2 separate regions of the Rattus norvegicus genome follow, and region 1 is linked to region 2. The links are chromatin contacts, called in public Hi-C maps. All regions are on one chromosome and are shown on one strand. The core of a region is the stretch at or near the end of the contact, and the rest is flanking DNA. Distances in the headings are between cores, read along the strand shown.

Region 1 (5,225 bases), core at 817-3,316, 260 kb before region 2:
ACACACACACACACACACACACACACACACACACACACACACCTGCAGACCAAATCACCTACCATGCATAACCTTGCCAAAGACAACATCATTCTAACCCACAAAATACAGTCCAGTGCTCCCCACCTTCCCAGCCTCCTGCATGGACATGCACACGAATGCATCCACTTGTCATGCAATTCTTATAAACACAATCCCATCCCAGTCGCACTTTCTGAACACAAACACATACTCATCCTACAGCCCCTCTGCTGGCATTTGGCTGCAGGGCTGCTGCAGGTGGCTCGGGCGGCACGGGATGAAACGTGGGTACAGTGGAGTTGGGAGGCTGCCAGGGAGGAACAGAGGAAAGCCTTGAAGGATGAAAAGAAATTTGTTTACGGAAAGCCGTGAAAACCCAGGATTCATTCATTCATTCATTCATTCATTCATTCATTCATTTGCCCATTCATTTGTTCATGCTGCTAGAGGTGATGCCATCATTTGCTTGTTTGTGAATGATCCCACTCCCCTGAAGAGGGTAAGCTCTCTAAGGAAGGGCTTCTTTGTCCCTTTCTCTCCACAGACCTGAGATGGCTCTGCCATCCATCCCCACATGGAAGCTCTTGATCATAACTGTAAGGTCCACAAATGTCTCTGTTACCCACAATCCCCGGGCTCTCTGCTGACCCCAGATGGGATTAGTATTTCAAAGCGCATTAGTGACATTCCCTGTTTCACAGCTCCTGACAAGAAGCCGTTTAAGGGACATTATTCTGGGTTACAGGTTGAGAGGATGATTCCACTGACACAGGAAAGGCATGGGAGCAGACAGGGAACCGAAGGCTGGCTGGTTACATTGTATCAGGAAGCAGAGACGTGGAGCCGGGCTATAAAACCTCAAGGATCCACCCCTCCGAGACTCCACTTCCCAACAGCTCTAACCTTCCTAAACTGTACCACCAGTCGGGGGCCCAGCAGTTAAACCCATAGCCAATGGGGCACATTTCATGTTCAAATTCCAATATCACCAATAAGAATCTGTTGACTCTTCATGAGCAGAGATGAAATTAGTGGCTCCTCCCATCTGGGAAGAACCCAGGCTGCAAACCCTGCTGGTGATTTCAGAGCTGTGGAAAGCAAGGGGTGGAGGAAGGGAGTGAGACAGGAAGAGAAGGAGCGGGAAGGAGGAGGGAAGGGGACAGCTAGACAGAGACACAGAACATCCCCCAGACCAAAATGACCTGGGCCATCAGACTACCCCAAATGTCACCTGAGAGTCATTCATCCCAGAGGACAGGAGGGGAGTGTAGGTCTGGGAGTTTTTTAATCATATGGGTTTTTGGACAGATCCTTCTAGGTCTGAAGCTCTTAGCAAGCCATCAGCTCAAGGCTGAGCCAGCGTAGGGATTTCCCAAGAGACCTTCTGTGGGTGGTTCGGGGTGGTCTCCAGACACACAGTTGCCAGGCTCTGTCAGCAGAGCGAAGGGTTGGGCAATGATGTCCTAGCTGGCGTCTCTCTGCATGTGGGTTGTTGTAAAGCTGATGGGAGGAGACATGGGGGAGGGGAACAGCTTTGCCCCTGGAATGGGGGCTGATGCTGGGAACTTGCTGGCCTTAGGGACCTGCTGCTTCTGGGGTTTTAGAGGGCCTGTTTGAAAGCTGATAGACAGGTTAGTGTGAGGGGGATCCTGTGGCACTCAGCCCTCACAAACCCTTAAAGAAAAAGGGAGGAGCCCTTCTGAGGGATGGAGATCCTCCATCTTCGTGGCCAAGTGCCCCAGCAGCTGGGGGACTCTGAGCCTCCGTCCTGGCTGTTCCCTTCTCCTGGGTCTCTCTTCCCTGTACTCTCATCTGGCTCCTTTTCCTCATTCAGGTCCCTTCTCATGTGTCAACTGCTCACAACTGCTTTTCTTCTTGTCCCCTCATCCTCATCATTCTCTAACCTGTGGTCTCTGTCTCCTCGGCTGGGAGTCACCGTCAGCTGTTGATGTCTGAGCATCCAACGCCCTAGAGAAGGGACTGTGCGCTGCCTGCTCAGGCTTGGCTCTCAGAAGGCCTGGGTTTTGCTGACTAAATGAATAGACTCCTACTCTCTGAGTCATCTCTGCTCTCGCCCGGTTGGCTTTGTTTCCTGTTCAAGCCACATGGAGGTCATTACTCTTCCTCTCACCCAGGACAGAGCCACGGGGCCTTCCTGCTGGAAGCGGAGCTGGCAGGCTTAAACAATGGCAGGTGGAGCGGAGCAGAACCCAAAAGCTGCACCTGTGACGCCCACTGCTATCGAGGCAGCCACGCGGCTGTCTGTCGGTGCTCTGGGTGTGCTGGTCGGCTGGGGCCCCTGTAGCTGGGAGGGCGCCTTGGTCTTTCACGTGCCTAGCAGATTTGCTTAAAATGTGTGCATTCTATCAAAAGCCGGTCAAAAACTAAAGCTCGGAGGCCTCTGCCCTTGGAGGACGCCTAGTTGGCAGGTCTCCATGGAGACCACAAAAGCACATCTGGTCCCTCCCGCTTCCTGGGGAGAGCCATTGGCTTTGACTCCACAATGCCAGGCCTCGTGTCTCTTGGGTGGGCACAGTGAACTGTACTCAGGAGACCCAGAGGCCCTGGATGATGTGTGTATGGCATGGGGTCTGGTAGTCTGGCAGTTGGAGCCCAGGATTACTGTCACCTGACTTAGCAGCTGCTAGAACATTCTGGGGATGTGAACCCTCACCAGCATTGAATGCTAGAGACCTCAGTGGCCCGATCCTAATTTCTCCTCCCACTCCTGCAGCTCTTGTTCTGCCCCCACCTCCCTCTGCTTTTCCTTGCTTTCTAGAACTGCATCCTCCCTCACCTCCCCCCCTCCTGTGTCCTTCAGTCTGTCCCACTCTGCCCCCTCCAGTTTCCCTGTGTGTACCTTGCTTCTGCTCCCGTCTTGAACCCACATATGAACACACAGACAAGTCAGCATGTCGAGGCCTGTAGACGATGCTATCAGGAGCTGCTGAATTTGTGCAGGCTGCACCCTGGCATGACTGCTGGATCGGTTTTGGCCCTGGCTTTGCACTGCCCAGGTCCATGCTCCTTCACACGCAGCCTTTCTCTGCTCGGCCACTCTGTTTCCCGGCTGGGCCTTGTGTCCTCACTCACTCTACATGGTGGGCAGAGGCTGAGCCCGCAGGAGGAAACTCCTCTTCATACTACAGGAGCCCTGTGGGCAGAGAGGGACCTGCCTAGCTTTGCGTGTGTTTTAGCCTCATTTCTTTGTATATATAAAGAAATATTGTCTAAACACTGGATCCTGGATCGCGTGAGCATGGAAAGTAACTGGTAGGAAGAAAGAAAAAGAAAAAGACAGGTGAGCGTTCTTTGCAAATCGGAGCAGAATAAACTCTGCTGTGTCCACAGCTGGGGACGGGGCATGAATGAGCCGAGGGAACAGGGGTGGTACCACCAAACTAGAGATCCCAGGCCCATGGGTGACCGCCACACAGTTCACGTAATTGTCACTGTGTGCTGACTCGTGAGCCCAGCGTGGCCAAAGCTTCGGAATTTTCTAGGGACTCTGAGGTTGGGTTCTTAGAGACGTTTGCCCATGTTTGTGCCTTTTCCTGTTTCTGGATTCATCTTTGTTGACCAGCCCATGTCCTCTAAGACCAGGCTTGAGCTAACATCATTCATTCCCTGGGAGAGTATCTGGCCTCGGTTTCCCCATATGTCAACAGGAGTCTGCCCATAGAGTAGAGTAATCTGTGTGGCACATGGTGACAATGCCAGGACTGCCACCTGACTTTCCACCCTCATCTGCTTATTTTCTGTCTGTCATCCTGGCTGCCTTTAGACCCTGGATTAAGGCTTCTCCATGCCTTGCCAGAGGAGGGTTAATGCTAGGAGTGGCAGGGTGAGGAGAACAGTGTCCCCAGAGGCTTCTCTAGAGTCACTGCCAGTGCCTACTCCGATTAGTCAATAGTCTGACTGAACCACCCACCTCAGTCCTTCTCAGGAAACGACGGAAGGTACCCTTCCGGTGTCTGAATGTGGCAGTGGTTTTGTTGAGGCTGCCCACCCGCTGCTCTGACTGGAGATCAGCCCGGGCAGTCTCTGAATGGGCGGTTGCTGGACTACCCAGAGGAGAAACTCTTCGTGGCCATCACAAAACACTTGCTGGCCTTCAGCACAGTTCATGTGAGTAAGTGGGTGGACTGGCGGACCAGCCTGTAGAGCCAGAGTGCTTCCTCCTACAGGGCAGCCCAAGGCCTCTTCCCAGGCCCAGCATGGAGCCGTACCTCTAAGAAGCCCCTCCAGCCCACCTCAGACATGCACTGCAGTTCATTCGGGGCTCTGCATCCCTACCGCCTGCCAATCTACACGAGATCTGTCAAGATGTAACCAAGAGGGAGGGATCAGAGGCAGAGACTCAAAGGACTTGCAGTACCTTTGTGACAAGATACATATCTGTCCCCAGATGGGGAAAACATCTGTACACAGCTGTGTGAGGTAGCTCCTACCTGAGTAGCAGAGGCTCGGTGCCCAGACATGGCGACTCTCAGTCAGTGGGGACAGCCGCTGTACACAGTCCACCAACGGCCAGTTGCCGTTCACCACAACAGCGCTGGAGCTGAAGACACGGGGAAAGGAAGGAATGTCAATGCGCTGAGGTAGAAGGAGGAAGCTCCGAGACCATCTAGTGGGAAAGACTGGAGCTGGAAAATGCTGACAGGCAGGACCTCACCTTGATCGAGACGCTTAATCACCAATACCTCGTGCCCTCCCTCTCTTTAAACTTAAATCTCATGTGAGAATCTCAAAGATGGACCCAGGGCGTGGGGACAGTCACAGGACCTCTTTCTCTGTCCCTCTCCCCAGGGCGACCACTTTGGTTTCTTTTCTCTGCTTCTCACTATCATTCGTGTCTGTAGTTGACTTGTAGAGAGTCAGCTGGTGGCTAGCCTCGTTCCTTAGGGCTCCCAGGGGCCAGCCTTGGACCCTAACAACTCTGGTAACAGGAAGAGCTGCATTCATAGTCACCCAATTATAAACAAGGCCACCTCTAGGGTAAGGGGTGCCTAGGGCAGAAGCATTCTGAAGCCTTCATGAGTGACAGGAGACTGAAGGGGAGGGGCTAGGACAATAGCTGACATGATAGTGTCTCATATCGCCCAGATCCAAGCATCTGCCCTTGGCCACTTGGCTGAGAATTCTTCAGTGTCTTTTCTTTGGGGGGAAATATGGCCATCCTCAAGACCAGAAACATGAGGAAA
Region 2 (5,560 bases), core at 2,775-5,274:
ACGCCACCTCCCAAAAGAGGCCCCCTCACTGTTCCAGCTGCATGATGTCCCCAAGCCCAGTTTCTGGGGACTCCAATATTCAACAGTAACACAGAACAACTGAATTTCTCTGTGCCTTCATTTCTAAGGGGGGATTGTTACCATGGCCATTCTCAGAGGACCATAAGCCCTCAATTATGTTACCATTATTCCTTTCTGTCTGGTATGAAATGGGGGCTGATGGCAGCCCCTCCTGTCAAGCTCCTGACTCTCCTGGTCTCTTTTCCTCCACCAAACCTCGAGTCTTGTTTCTTTTCTGTTGCTGTGATACCCTGACAAAAGCAATGACCGCAAGCTGCTGCTGTTCGGTTCCTCTCTGTTCAGGCCAGGATGCCAGCCAAGAGAATGGTGCCACCCACAGTGGGCAAGTTTTCCCACCTCATTTAAATGAGGATAATCCCCTCCACAGAGGTGGCCAAGTCTGTCTCCCAGGTGATTCCTGGATCTTGTTAAGGTGACAATGAACACTGACAGTCATGGCAGCCGTGAGCTGTGCTTGCTTCTCTGCTGTCTATCCTGCCATCGCCTCCTTAAGGGCAGTGACCAAACCATGGCCACACCTCTGTACCTCATGCCTAGCATAGTGTGTGGCACCTAGAGAGCACTCAGTGTAAATCTCCTGGTCCTCACCACCCTCCCTTCTCTCCCACCCCAGGATTACCTCACAGATCTCATCACCAATGACAGTGTGAGCTTCTTCCGAACATCCAAGAAGATGTACCCACACAGACCTGTGCTCATGGTCATCAGCCACGCAGCTCCCCACGGCCCTGAGGACTCAGCACCCCAGTACTCACGCCTCTTCCCCAATGCATCCCAGCACATGTAAGCCTCAGCCTCAAGGTGGCAGAGCCACCTTAGGGACAACAGGACATTAGTAATGTAGTTGAGCCTCCCCTGTAACCCTCCTGGTTAAAGGACCCAAAAGCTACCATGCCAGCCCTTGATAGGTCAGCACAGGAAGGTCAAGAGTAGTGCAAGGCCAGCCTCAGCTACATAGACAATTGAGGCTAGCCTGGGCTACATGAGACCCTGTCTCAAAAACCAAATAGACATCAAGGGCAGGGCAAGGGGAAGCTACCTGGAGAGATGGCTTAGTCGGTAAGGCGCACAAAGATTCTAGGAATCGGCTGTTTATCAGTTGTGGGTCTGAGACACAGATCAGCCAGCCTGGCCCTAGCCCATAGCAGGTGCCTCCTGCTTGGGATCCGTGTCCTCACACTCAGAGGTTCTGCATGTCTGCTGTGAGCCTGTGTTATTCTATCTGAGTACACTGTCGCTGTCTTCAGACACACCAGAAGAGGGCATCAGATCCCACTACAGATGGTTGTTGGGATTTGAACTCAGGACTTCTGGAAGAGCAGCCAGTGCTCTTAACCACTGAGCCATCTCTGCAGCCTGTGTTTATATCATGTGTTTAAACCTGTTTGGTTGAAGCCTGAACTCTTCTGGTTGCTGTGACAAAATGTCTGAGGAAGAGGAACTTAGGAAAGATTGACTTTTGTTCCCAGTTTGAGGGTCCAATCCATGATGGCTGGGAGGGTGGGGTGACCAGAGCAGGAGGCAGCTGATCACATTGCATCTACAGTCAGGACACAGAGAGGAATGCTGGCATTTGTGTCAGTCCAGGCCCCTGGTCTATGGGATGGTATTTCCCACATTCAGGCGGGTTCCTACCTCCTCAATTAAATCTCTCTGGAAACACCTCACAGTTCCTAGGTGACTAAGTCCAGTCTAAGTGCCATCAAACATCACAGGGTCCACAGCTCCGCCAGCTTCTGGCCGCAACAAGTCTCAGATCTTCATGGTGACCCTGGTGTAACGATTCCCTGTTGTCACATAGCAAATGACTCCTAAGTTTAGCACCATTGAACAGCAAGCATGCATCAGCCTCATAACCCTGTGCTAGGAGCTTGGGGGTGCGTGCGGGGGTGAGCTGAGGTCCTGACACAGATCTTAGCACTTGCTGTGTGGGCCTCTCCAGGCTGCACTGCAGAAAGGGAAGGAGGCAAAAATGGAAGCCACCATCCCTTCTCCCTCCACAGGGCACACACCTCACTGTGCCATCAGAGAAGCCCTCATAGGAGTGTGAAGACCAAGCAGCGGGCCATTAGGGCCACTGTTGATGCTGTCTCAGTGTCCCCATCTTACAGATGAGGAAACACAGAGGTCACCCAGCTTCGGCGACACCACAGGACCTGGATCCAAATCCAGCCACCACTAGGCTTCCCACCTCACTGCCCAGCCCCCAAGTCCCGCACCCAATCAGCTAGTGCATCTTTCTGAAAAGCGTTCTGGCTTTTCTCGGCCTCAGACTCCCTCAGGCTCAGCAGTGACACTCAGCAGCCCTCGCCGCTGCAACATTGTAGGGCAGCAAGGACAGGGTAATTTGGACTCCGCCTTAACATCCAGGGTGTTTAATTTTCATTACGGTCAGAATGCGCCACCCTCCCCCACCAGCTCAGTCCTAATTATTTTCTGACAGTGTGCCGCACTCAGAGGGATTATGGGTATGTTAGCCTTCTGATCCCTGGACTTCAGGGAGGGGCTGACAGGAGACGATGAACCGCATTTGGGGGGGCAGCAGGCTACCCTCACCTTGAGTGCCCCATACAGCCTCTGTACCAATGGTGCCTGTCTGCCCAGCTCCCCTCACTCGCTGGCCTCTCTACCCTCTTTCCAAGAGAGGGGGGCCAGCAGTACTCCATCCTGGGCCAAGTTCCTACCAGAGGGGTGTGATCTTGGACACTGCCTGCTCCCGCACTGTCCCTTTGAAGTGGCATTACAGACTGACAATGAATAGCAAGAGACTTCCTAACCCAGAGACTCCTCAGGCCTGGGGGGGGGGGGGCTCTGGGAGGCTCTTGCCCTGGAAGACAGCAGCTCCTAACAGTTCTGCAGGAGGGCAACTATGACAAGGCGAGGTGAAGAGGAGGCAGAGTTCTGCATGGATGGTGTCATGCAGGGCCTTCAGCTGGGATCCCCCACTCTCACCGCGCCTGCCTTATCCCTGCTCCTGGAGCAGACTTTTCGTGCTATGACAAGCATTACTGAGCGAGCTACCACCAGCACTGTTCACCTCCCTTGGTCCTCTCAGGGCTCTCCTCCCCCACTATACCACACACATGCAAGCATGCATTCAAGACGCTGAAATATAGACACGTAGAAACATGGGGCACACAGCACATGCACACAGGCACACAAACATACATGTTCACACATGTACATGGGCGTTTACAGATACATGTACACAGCACATATGTAGACACACTGTACACATGCAGACACAGACAACAGGCACAAAAGAACTCACACAGAGACAAACACAGGTAAACACAGACACGCACCACCAAAACAGCCACATGCAAACGTTCAAATACGCTCAAGCACAAAGATACAGAGACGCACATGACTAGGTGAACATACAGGTACCAAAGCTCACAGATCCGCACAGACATGTACACACACACCTGCCAGCCCTCAGCACATCTTCCAGCATGTGACATCTGGGAGCAAGCCCTCCCAAGATCTGTGACGTCACAGCCTGCTGCTCTGAGACGCATGGTATAAAGGGTTTCACTGGCCGATATGAAGGAGGTCGCCTCTGGGCATCACCTCCAGTAAGGAAAGGGGGTGGCCAACTGAAGGCTCTTTAGGGACACACAAACCTTCTTCAGGTGTTTGAGGAGCCCAGCCTGGGCCAGGTGACTAGCTGGCTGGCCCAGGCCCTGAGTTAGGACCCAGCTCTCTAACTTCTAGTTCCATAGTCTGTCTCCCAGAGTAAAAGACTGATGGAAGTCACTCGTTGGCTCCCATGGCCACCTGAGCCACCCTCCACGCAGGAGGCTCCCAGATAGACTTCCTAGTGAAGTCAGGGACAGCCATTGTATCCTGGAGTCTAAACTGGGTCCCAGGGAGTGACTTCCTCATAGTCCTGCTGACTGTGTGGCTCTGTCACCACCCACGCCGCCCCAGCAGCCCCTTCTAGCTCCCTGAGACAAGGAGGCTTGTTTCCAAGAATGCTCTACAAGCAGGTCATGCCCTGGGCCAGCCGCATAGGACACGGGCATTTCTCATAATCAAAGAACATGTGGGCTGGGAAGGATTTAGCAGCAGGGGGCTGCCAGGAGCTGGGTGAGCCATGAGGCCCTGGCTTCCTCAGAAGCACACAGTAGCAGTTTCCTATCTGTGGGACTACTGCGAGATGACATGGTACCATCTCTGTACAAGACCTTTTGACATGTGACCGAGTGCTGGGGTCCCTAGGCAGGGCCAGTGCCGGAGTCAGTGCAGGGGAGAGCACTGGCTGTTCTGACAAGAAAACCCGCCCTCCTCTGCCTCATTACAGCCTCCCATCCCCCTCCAGACTCCACTCTGATTAGCCTGTCTGTCTCAAGCAAGAAACAACCCTTGGCTGTAATTTCAGCTTAATCTGAGGGAACGGGTGCTCATGTTTTGAGACCCAGTGGATGGTGGAGCGATGCCCTCTTCTGGTGGGTTGTATTTACAGTTTCTGGGGGGTTTTTTGGTTTGGTTTTGGCTTTCTTTTTTGCCCAGGGAAGCTCTCGCGGTGTCCAAGTAAGCCCTGAACTCCTCCTGATCTTACCATCTTAGTTCAAAGAACGATCAAATCGCAACTGGAAGAATAATTGTGACAAGGAACCAAAAGCATGTCTTGTGTCCCAAAGGTGGACATTCTCAGAGTGTGTGGGCCCTGTGTGCGCGGCTGTGACATACTGAATTTTACATCCGTCCCTTGCTTTCTCAAACCAAGGCTTAGTGCAAAGAGCTCACCTACCTGTGATCCTCCTTTCACCAGAGTGACAGCCATGGGTGTGCCCCAGGGCTGGGAAATAAATAAGGTGCAGTTCAGGGATGGGGACTTGGCATCAAGTTCTGGGCCTGAGAAGGCTCTCAACTAGAGAGGGTTGATGAGTAAACTCCAGAACGTTCTCAAAGAAAGACCCATGCCAAGCTGCTGGCTTTCTGCCCTTGGGGACCCCCCTCCCATTAACACCTCAGGCCAGTTCACTTGCCCCCAACTGGAGCCAGCTGCCCATGACATTTTCTTGACTGCTTATGTTTGCCACCAGCACACCGAGTTACAACTATGCACCCAACCCAGACAAGCACTGGATCATGCGCTACACGGGACCCATGAAGCCCATTCACATGGAATTCACCAACATGCTACAGCGCAAACGCCTGCAGACCCTCATGTCTGTGGACGACTCCATGGAGACGGTAGGCCCCGCCCCTCGCCCCCCCCCCCCAGCAGGCCTCTGTCCTAATCTGAAAACCTAAGTCAAAGAGTCAAGCACTCTGTCCACCTGGGAAAGGGGCTTGGATAAATCCAGAGGGAAGGCCTCTGACTCCTGAACTTTCCCCATGAGCCTATGCTGCTTGGTAAAAGCCACGGCAACCTGCTGCTTTTCTTTCTTTAAAAAAAAAAAAATAGAGTCTTGTTCTTTATAACCTGGGGAGGCATAGATCTCACTAAATAGCTAAACTAGCCTCTGAC

Evidence for each region. Hi-C and Micro-C count contacts between places; a contact is called where the count stands out from the background.
Region 1: a Hi-C map of Schwann cells shows a contact between it and region 2, with 5 times the contacts expected there. The contact joins two enhancer-like sites. A contact is called at or near these places in 8 of 12 Hi-C or Micro-C datasets (the Rat2 cell line, Schwann cells, frontal cortex and 5 more).

The regions. Positions count from the first base shown.
Region 1 is chr3:175,515,337-175,520,561 of GRCr8, reverse strand. No RefSeq gene overlaps it. Among named protein-coding and RNA genes, the nearest start is that of Sulf2, 190 kb to the right of the region's middle. Within about 2 kb of position 2,066, at least 16 of the 93 cell types and tissues checked have an H3K27ac peak or open chromatin away from gene starts, as enhancers often do. A contact at or near this core is called in Schwann cells, where this site is marked.
Region 2 is chr3:175,255,540-175,261,099 of GRCr8, reverse strand. Sulf2 (sulfatase 2) reads left to right here. Exons shown (of 21, transcript NM_001034927.1): 5 at 695-864; 6 at 5,133-5,283. Among named protein-coding and RNA genes, the nearest start is that of Sulf2, 65 kb to the left of the region's middle. Within about 2 kb of position 4,024, at least 10 of the 93 cell types and tissues checked have an H3K27ac peak or open chromatin away from gene starts, as enhancers often do. A contact at or near this core is called in Schwann cells, where this site is marked.